2 separate regions of the Mus musculus genome follow, and region 1 is linked to region 2. The links are chromatin contacts, called in public Micro-C maps. All regions are on one chromosome and are shown on one strand. The core of a region is the stretch at or near the end of the contact, and the rest is flanking DNA. Distances in the headings are between cores, read along the strand shown. Region 1 has its middle 33 kb from the start of Stau2. Region 2 holds the start of Stau2 (staufen double-stranded RNA binding protein 2).

Region 1 (4,372 bases), core at 1,689-4,188, 34 kb after region 2:
ATATAAAGAATTCAAAACAATTGTACATAATGAAACAAACAACCCAGTTAAAAAATAGGCTATGTACCTGATCAGACAGCTTTCAAAGAAATATAAATGGTTAATAAACTTTTTAAGTGTTCAACATGATCAGTAAAGTGCAAATTAATTTTGAGATTAGTCAGAATGGCTACCATCAAGAAAACAAATGCATTTGTCATTAAGAGAAAATTCATTCACTGTGTGGAATTGTAAGTGGGTGATTTCTATGGAAATCAGTATGGAGGTTGCTCACAAAGCAAAAAATAGAACTATCATGTGACCCAGAAACACCATGTCATGCTTGGACACATATCTGTCATGCCAGTACACCCCGACAGACGCCCCAAACAGCATCTCCTCCTTCTGAGATATCCATATTCACAGCTACACTATTCACAACAAACAAACAATCAAAAAATGGAGTCAGCCCATGTGTCCATCAACTGAAGACCTGATAATGAAAATGTGATATAAATGCACAATGGAATGTTGTTCAGCTGTAAAGAAAAATGAAAGTAAGTAATTTTCAGGAAAACAGATGAAACTGGAAAAATATTCTAAGTGAGCTATATAGAGAGCCTAGGAGTTTTTTGTTTTTTTGTTTTTGTTTGTTTTTCTTTCTTTCTTTCTTTTTCTTTTTTTTTTTTTTTTTTTTTTTTTGAGACAGCGTTTCTCTGTGTAGCCCTGGCTGTCCTGGAACTCACTCTGTAGATAGGAAATGAGGAAAAGAGGGTGGGTGAGCCTGGGAGCTAGGGTAGGTTAACCAAGATCAGAACCCCTTAAGGGTTCCTTTAAGAAAAGGAGTTTGAATGGAAATAGCATGGATGGGTGACCAATGCTGCTCCCACGAGACATGTTGTTAAACAAAACTCTCCGTGTCACACATGAAATACCTCCCTATGAGTTATTGGTCAGGGATCCACAACAGTTCCATATTTAAAAATTAATTCAGAATGAACAAAGGCCCCAAATTTAGAGGTAAAAGTAGACATCTCTTACAAGAAGATATATGTGGGCTCAGTCCACAGTGCCATAACATGAAGACAGGCAGAAATCTTTTTCTTTTTCTTAACTTTTTAAATAATTTTTATTTTTTGAGCCTTGGCTGTCCTCTCTTTGTAGACCAGGTTGGCCTTGAACTCAGAGATCTGTCTACCTGTACTTCACAAGTATCGGGATTAAAGGCAGGTGGCACCGTGCCTAGCTTTTGGTATAAATCTTAATGACTTTGGATCAGTCAACCATTTTCTGAATTTGACCTGCAAAAAATAAAACAAACAAACAAACAGATATTGGATTTGATTTGTAAAAAAAAATTAAATTTGTGCTTTGAAAGAATACTGTCAAAAAGAAGTGGCAAAAAGATGGTCCTGAGGCTAAGATGCTGGCTGCCTTTTCAGAAGACGAGGGCTTGGTGACCAGCACCCATGTGATGCTTTCCAGTCCCTATAACTGCAGTGCCAGGGAGCCTCTGCGGGCACTGCACACACGTGGCAGACATACAGGCAGGCAAGCAAGCAGGTAATTCACAGACTTGAGCTTTTTTTTTTTTTTTTTTTTTTTTTGAAGTCGAGACAACCCACAGAATGGTAGAAAATATGTTCAAATCTTGTATCTAAGGAGATCTAGTGGCTGGGATATGTAAAGAGCTCAGGACTCCCCAGCAAAGTGACCAGCAAGTGAATCCACTGTGGAGATGTGCAGAGGCTGCGCATGTGTATGAGGGACTTATGGAAGAGAAGAAAATGCTTGGCATGGGAGGAGAGTCTATACAACAAAGCAAAGCCACTTTAAAGGCTGACATGTATGGTTCATGAGATATGTCAATATCTCAGTTTAAACATTTTAAAAATCACATTTCATGTGCTCTGTGTGTTCATGGGTACACACACAGAACACATGTGGAAGTCAGAAAAGAACTTTCAGGAATCTCAGTTCTCTCTTCTCACTACATGAATTCTGGAGTAGAACTCAGATAACTAGGTTTGGCAAAGAGTGCACATACTGAGCCCCAGTCCAGTATCCCAATTTTCAAAAAAAAAATGATGAATTTATTTGAAAGATCCTGACAGAATGTAAAAGGTCACAGAAGCCCTGAAATTGGCAAAATAGATTTCATTGTTAGTAGAAGTAGCTTCACTGATTTAGAAAAATAGACGTGCACAATGCTCTGGCCACTCCTTGAACCCATGTGTCTGCCAATGTTTTGACCGTTATTGAACCCATGTGTGTGCCCACTGATGAAGCCCATTGCCAGGTGTTTGTGATATTGGTTGCTGAGAAAGAGTCAGAAAATCTCCCCAGCAACCACAGCCCGGCCAATCCTGAGTTGCTACACCTGCACCAGACTCTTTCCTTGTACCCCTCCCATACCCATTTCTTGAGAATAGACATGGTTTAGATCTGGAAATCCCCTACTTCCCCCTTCTTCTTTCCCCCCTGAGGGCCTATAAAAACTGGGACCTCTTTCCCCTCGAGGTCGACTCCTCTACCCCTGCGTGGGATATGAGTCGTCTCCAGAGCTCTGGCTTTTCCCGAATAGAGCCTCATGTGGTTTGCCGCAGACCTTCTGGGTCCCTTTGTCTGCGTGGAATGGGTCTCTGGTCACAGGTGGGCAAAGAGTTGGCGAATGACAGACAGACCAACATGCAAGATTGTGTAGAATCTGAATGTAATGTCAAATTGAGCATCAAACTTTTTATACAGAAGAAAATAGGGAAGTTAGGTGACACATCGGCAAGGTACAAATGAGGTTACCAGATATTTAATGACTCTTACAAAAAACAGAGGAATGTAAACACAAAGACTGGCAACAACTGGGCAATAAAACAACTGAGACAAAGTCAGCCCTATCTAAGGTCAGCTATAGTCTTAGAAGCCAGGTGTGAGGTTTTACACTCCTAGGGCAAGGGCTTTCACACCCAAGTCATGGTTCTGATTAGGGAGTTCTGATCTAGCTAACCATCTCATGAATAATGCAATACTCTAAAACCACAGCCTGATCTACTTCCTAAACCATTGTAAATTCCTGTATATGAAAGCGACTTGGCTTTTATTCTAAGTGATAGTGTTGGAGGACTTTCTACTAATAAGTAATGTAGTCTGCCATACATAACTATAATAAGAATTCTAAACTTACTTTGCTAAGCTTGCCTTGAGATTTCTAACTCTATGTAGTAGAGAGTAAAGCCTGATTTCTTTCACTATCTCTCTTACAATACTAGAGGCAATTCTGGATGTCACTGAATAGGCAACATTCTTACTGAATTCCAAGCCCAGGATCTGCTCAAGGTTTACCTAGGGCATTGGTGAAGGCCAGGAAGCAGAGTTCGATTTTTCTTAGGTATTTGGCAAGTCATTGCTTGGAGGCACCTATAACAAAACAATACTGAAAGGAAGCACACAGATCCATTCACAAGGACAAAATTGGAGCATACGTGCTATGGAATGCCACAGTTCCAGGAGACTAAGTTTCCGTGAAACTCTTTGCCTCAGGACTGCATCCAGGCTTTGGCCTGTCATGCATGTCACTACTGGAGTGTGCGTGGCAGTGGTTTGCATCAAGCTTGGTCTCTTGTGAGTTCTTGGGGGTCCGCTATTATCCCGAGGCCTGAGCGAGGGGCTCCTCTCAGGGTCTTTCATATTTATTCATTTCATGTGTAGCCATTTTGTCTGCATGTATATCTGTGCATCACATGTGTGCAGTGCCAGTGGAGGCCAGAAGAGGGCGTCAGATGCTCTAGAACTAGAGTTACCAGCAGTTGTTACCCACCACATGGGTGGTGGTAACCAAACCTGTCTCTACAAGACCAGCAAGTGCTCTAGCCATTGAGTTATCTATTCAGCTTAGCAATTTCTTAGTTTTAAAAATACTTGGATGTAGAGCTGGATGGTGGAAGAGCACATCTTTAATCCCAGCACTCAAAAGGCAGAGGTAGGTGGATCTCTGATTTCAAGGCCAGCCTGGTTTACAGAGTGAGTTCCAGGACAGCCAGGACTACACAAAGAAACCCTGTTTCAAAAAAGAAGAGAAGAGAAGAGAAGAGAAGAGAAGAGAAGAGAAGAGAAGAGAAGAGAAGAGAAGAGAGGAGAGGAGAGGAGGGGAGGGGAGGGGAGGGGAGGGGAGGGGAGGGGAGGGGAGGGGAGGGGAGGGGAGGGGAGGGGAGGGGAGGGGAGCAGTGGACACAGCTAAAAGCTGTGAGGGGAGGAACAGACCTGCCACTGTGAAACATGTTTGGGTAGAAACACCCAGAGGTCCACTCACAGTGGGAGCCACTATGATATGCAAGTGTGCAGTGGAGAGAGGGGAGAGAAAGAAGAGTTAAGTACAGTCTTTTCTATGCTTGCTGCT
Region 2 (4,589 bases), core at 401-2,900:
TGGGTAGAGGAATAGACTGTTCTTTGTATTGTTCTTATTCTGACTTTACTGAAAGCTGAAATTGTATCCAACGGGAAGTTAAAAAATATATGCTACTAGAAATTTACCTACTTGAATACAAAACACTGTTTCTTAAGGAAACACAGTAATTTGTGAATATACTACACATGAGCAACAAATCACAACTAGACATCACTTTGGAGTAGATTTCATAAACTACTGCCATGCCATACCTTGAGACAGGTGCCCAACACTGACAGTGGCCACATAAACCATGCATGCAGTTGGGCATTACAGATATGCACACTTAATACAGGCCTGCAACAGATCCACAATCATATGATATTTAGGTTTTTCAGTAAAATAAGACACAAAGACCTGCTTTGTTAAAAAAAAATAGTCAGGTCTTAGTTTTTTCTTTTTTCTTGACTTGTGCCTTTCCTCTATAGTTCTATTCATGACAGTAAGTTGAATCGACTTAGAAAGGATGGGGAAGAAACATTCTACTGAACATTTGACAGTGTTACTATCTTTTTGCCTGCCCAACACCTTCTCTATTTCAAGTGTTAGCCCTCAGAAAACACAAGAATACATCAGAATCCAAGTTCTATTTGTATTAAGAAAGTTCCCTAACACTGGATAACAGATTTTTGGTTACTGTAATACATTTAAGGATCATCTGTACGATTTCTGTGAGATTTGGTCCCTTTTAAATTGCTTAGTGCATTCATACCTATTGGATGGTCCATCTCCACTCAAGTACTTCTAAGCTTTTTTGTGGCGGGGGGGGGGGGAAATAGGAGATAATAATGAAATCTGCTCATACTGCAAAATGTTGTACCTAAATAATTGCAAGGACTTCCAGACTTGGCCCCCACCCCCACCCCTCAGCGCACGCGCCCAACCAGACTCCCATTCCCACCCCCTACCCAGGTCTCCTAGTTCAATCGCCTTGACTGCCTCTGCGAAACTGGCCCGTCACTCTGCCCGGTCCCCCACCCTACAGAGACCCGGTCCTCACGGTAGATTCTGCGGCCAAGCTTTGTGTTTCACCCAACTCCCCACGCCCGGGCAAGGTCACTACCTCCAACTACTCCTTTAAGCCGAGCCGTCACGGTCCTAGTTCGCAGGAGGCTCGGCGGAACTTGCCTGTCATAGGGCTATATTTTGTCCCCTCTGCCCCACCTCCCTTCCCCATTTCGGCGAGTTACGTCTTCGCCACTTGCCCATTATACAGAAATAGCCACCGCCATCGCCCCGGCCCCGCCGCCCCCACGCCCCTGCAAGGCCCGGGTGACCTCCGCGCCCCCCGCCGTCGCGCCCGGCGCCCCCGCCCCGCCCTGCCCCTGCGGACACCTGTACGGCTCGCCGCGGCACACGCCCCCCCTCCCCTCCCCCAGGGCGGCCGAGGGCGGCGCGGGAGCGAGGCCGCGAGAGACGGCCCTGCTGGCTCCCGGCGCTCTGCCTCGGAACCCGCCGGCGGAAGTCAGGCCTGGCGGCGCCGCTCGCACCAGGATTTACCTGCGGGCCACGGACGCCCGGCAGACGGCTCCACATGGGCGAGCGCTCCAGAGCTCCGCCGACGCCGCCTGCTCCCTCCTCGGCTCCCGCCCCCCGCCTCCGCCTGCCGCCCTGCGCTCCCGCCGCGCCCTCCCGGGCCCGCGCCGCGCGCCCCCGCCTGCGCCGCCGCGCCCGCGCCACGCCGCGCGCCCCCGCGCCAGCTCTCTCTCGCGCTCTCTCTCTCCAGCTCGCTCTGTCTCTCTGTCTCTCTCCCCTTTCTTTCTCTGTCTCTCTCCTCTCTCTGTCTGTCTCTCTCTCTCTGTGTCTCTCCCCCCTCTCTTTCTCTGTCTCTCTCTCTCCTCTCTCTGTGTCTCTCTGTCTGTCTGTCTCTCTCTCTGTGTCTCTGTCTCTCTCTCTGTGTCTCTGTGTCTCTGTGTCTCTGTGTCTCTCTCTGTCTCTCTGTCTCTCTCTCTCTCTCTCTCTCTCTCTCTCTCTCTCTCTCTCTCTCTCTCTCTCTCTCTCTCTCTCTCTCTCTCTCTCTCTCTCTCTCTCTCTCTCTCTCTCTCTCTCTCCACCTCTCCCCGCCTCCCTTCGCGGTCGAGCGGCCATTGTTCGCCGCGCCGTTCCCGCCCCCTGGCGGCTTCTGGGACCCCCGCATCCCGGGGCGCTGCGGGGCTTAGGCCTGGGGTCTCGGGCCGCGCCGGGGCCCGTCCCGGGAGCTGCTGCAGGAGCACGCTGAGGGCGCCCGGCCCGCAACTGCGAAGGTGCTCCAGCACCGGCGGCTCAGCCTCTCCCGCACCCGCTGCCCCTGGGCTCTCTAGCAGCCTGTCCCCGACGCTCTGCTCCTACCTTTCCCGGCTCGCTGACTGCCCGCCTCTGCCTAGCTGGGGACGCGCGACCATCCCGCGTCCGTTCCACTGCGGTGCGACGTAGGATTCGGCGGATCCTGCACCTTTCTAGACTGGAGGAGGAAGAAAGGGGAGGAGGGTAGCAAGCAGCGCAAGCGAGCCCCCATCACCTGCTCCACGGCCCACATCATTCATCAGGAAAAAATGAATAATAAATATATTAAAGTTGTGTGCCCGTACCAAAAAAAAAAAAATCTTTAGAGCCAAAAATGAGGATCGTCTTAAAACACTGTCCTAGATCCTTGGTTTTTGAAGAGTGCTAAAAAACTCAAATTACTTGTTCTTTTGTCCTGGTTTAGATATGGGTTAGGTATGGCCAGATAACGTCAGCCTAGTTAAGACCAATGGATTTTAAATAAGTGGCACCAAAAATCATATGAAAAAGAAGTCTAGAAATAGAACTATTAGTGTATTCTGACTGGCATTATTCTTCCTGGGGTTTCCTTGGTATGGCTTGTCTGCCTGGGATATGTCTGTGAGCCCTGTGATTTCAGTCATATTTTAAAACCAACTCTACAAATGAGGCAGTATTTGTGGATCTATTACCTTATACACTGATTTACAATTTTTAAAGAGACAAAAACGTGATACTGTATGTATAGGCGAGATACCTGTAAAGCTCTCTAGCTAGAGCCTGACATCGTAGTTTCCGGTGATACAGTGTAGGCAAGCACTTCGTTTGTCTCTCATGTTTCCCGTGTGCCTTTCTCACTTTTCACTTCCACTAGTTTTCTCAAATATGTGGATTCCTTCTTAAATGGGGACCACCCCTTAATTAATGGTTTCTAGCTACTTGGGCCTCATTCAGGTGTTCAGTGATACAAACGACTACAGGCCCTTCACATCAGGGAAACAAGCCTTCCATGGCTGTTCTTTCCACAAGTTCGTTCGCTCTGCCTTCAATCTATTCTCTCTTCACTCAATGAACAGATTATGAAAAAATGTAAAAAAAAAAGCTGTCAGAAAATACCTCCTGGGGAAGCTAATTCCTTCCAGCAGACCACACTCTTCTCTTGATGCCCTCTTCTGTGACATTGCAAGTCTATTATATTGTTTGTTTTCTCGCCTGTCTTCTTCTGCCAAACACTGCATTGTTGTGGGGCTGGCTCCATCTCATTCATCTCTGTGGTCCCCGCATTCAACAGCAAGTGGGTGGACACTAAGTGGTTTTGAAATAAATTGATGTCTTTATATACTTGGAAGTGACTCTGAAGTGGTCACAAAGTGTATTTTCTTAGATTCCGATTGTTGAAGTTAACTGAAAACTTTATCTCTGCTGTAACTTTCTCTCCTAACATACTTTAAACCCCAATCAGACTAGGGTTTGTTTGTTTGCTTGTTTGTTTGTTTGTTTTTTAAAGGAGTTTTTTTAAAGCTTGAATCTGTACTTTCAACTGATCAACATAACTAAGTCAGTACATGAAATTACTTTTGTGTAGGGAGTGGAGGAAAACCAATAACTGTGTGCAGCTGAATTGACACAGCCACACCAAGGACCCCAGGCTCAGACCCATGGGAAACGGTGACCCCCCTCCCCAAAGGATGAGGCTCAGAGAAATGTCAAAGCCTTCCTCTGATCCATGGGTATATACTGATAGTGTATACGAAAAATGTCCACCATTGTTCCCCCAAGTCCCCTCTCATATTTATGTCCTGAACACTACTCACCCCCATGCAGAGACTGCATCTATCAGGACTAGCTACACCTTGATCCAGCTGCACTCCATAAACCATGCCTCCTTACTTCTCTGTATGCCCTAATCTCACCCTTCAGGTCAACTCTGATATAGTAGCCATGCTTAGCTTCCAGGAAGCTGCTGTCTTCCCACTGGAAAGCAGAATCTATATGACCACAGCTTTTTGTCCACGCCTCTGTGTATGTCTGTCTGTCTTGTCTTCATTCCCTGCCACTCCAGTTAGGTCTAGAGCACTTGCTGCTCAAGTGTAATGGCTTGAGTTCAGATCTCCAGCAGATACGTTTTTTAAAAACCAGGGATGCCCACATATCCCATACAGCACTTACTGGCCAGACGTAGACAGGCAGAGTCTTATTTTGTTGACTGAGTAGACCAAAAGACCAAGCTCCAGGTTTAGTGAGAGAGCCTGTCTCAAGGAATAGGGGAGATGCAATAGAGGATGCAATATTGTCCTTCTCTAGTCTACATGTGCCCACACCCACAC

What was found. A called contact is a pair of places that touch in the nucleus more often than the background predicts.
Region 1: a Micro-C map of trophoblast stem cells shows a contact between it and region 2, with 3 times the contacts expected there. The contact joins the enhancer-like site here to the promoter of Stau2 in region 2. A contact is called at or near these places in 2 of 15 datasets of contacts at CTCF or cohesin (CD8 T cells and the NIH/3T3 cell line), 7 of 484 Hi-C or Micro-C datasets (B cells, LSK cells, cerebral cortex and 3 more), 2 of 115 datasets of contacts at active chromatin or transcription factors (CD8 T cells and embryonic stem cells) and 3 of 9 other capture datasets (adipose tissue, liver and pancreatic islet).

What each region holds. Positions count from the first base shown.
Region 1 is chr1:16,550,388-16,554,759 of GRCm38.p6, forward strand. It overlaps a transcript of Ube2w not described here. Among named protein-coding and RNA genes, the nearest start is that of Stau2, 33 kb to the left of the region's middle. Within about 2 kb of position 2,939, at least 3 of the 459 cell types and tissues checked have an H3K27ac peak or open chromatin away from gene starts, as enhancers often do. A contact at or near this core is called in trophoblast stem cells, where this site is marked.
Region 2 is chr1:16,517,652-16,522,240 of GRCm38.p6, forward strand. It overlaps Stau2 (staufen double-stranded RNA binding protein 2), which reads right to left and starts at 1,651. Exons shown (of 14, transcript NM_025303.3): 1 at 1,522-1,651.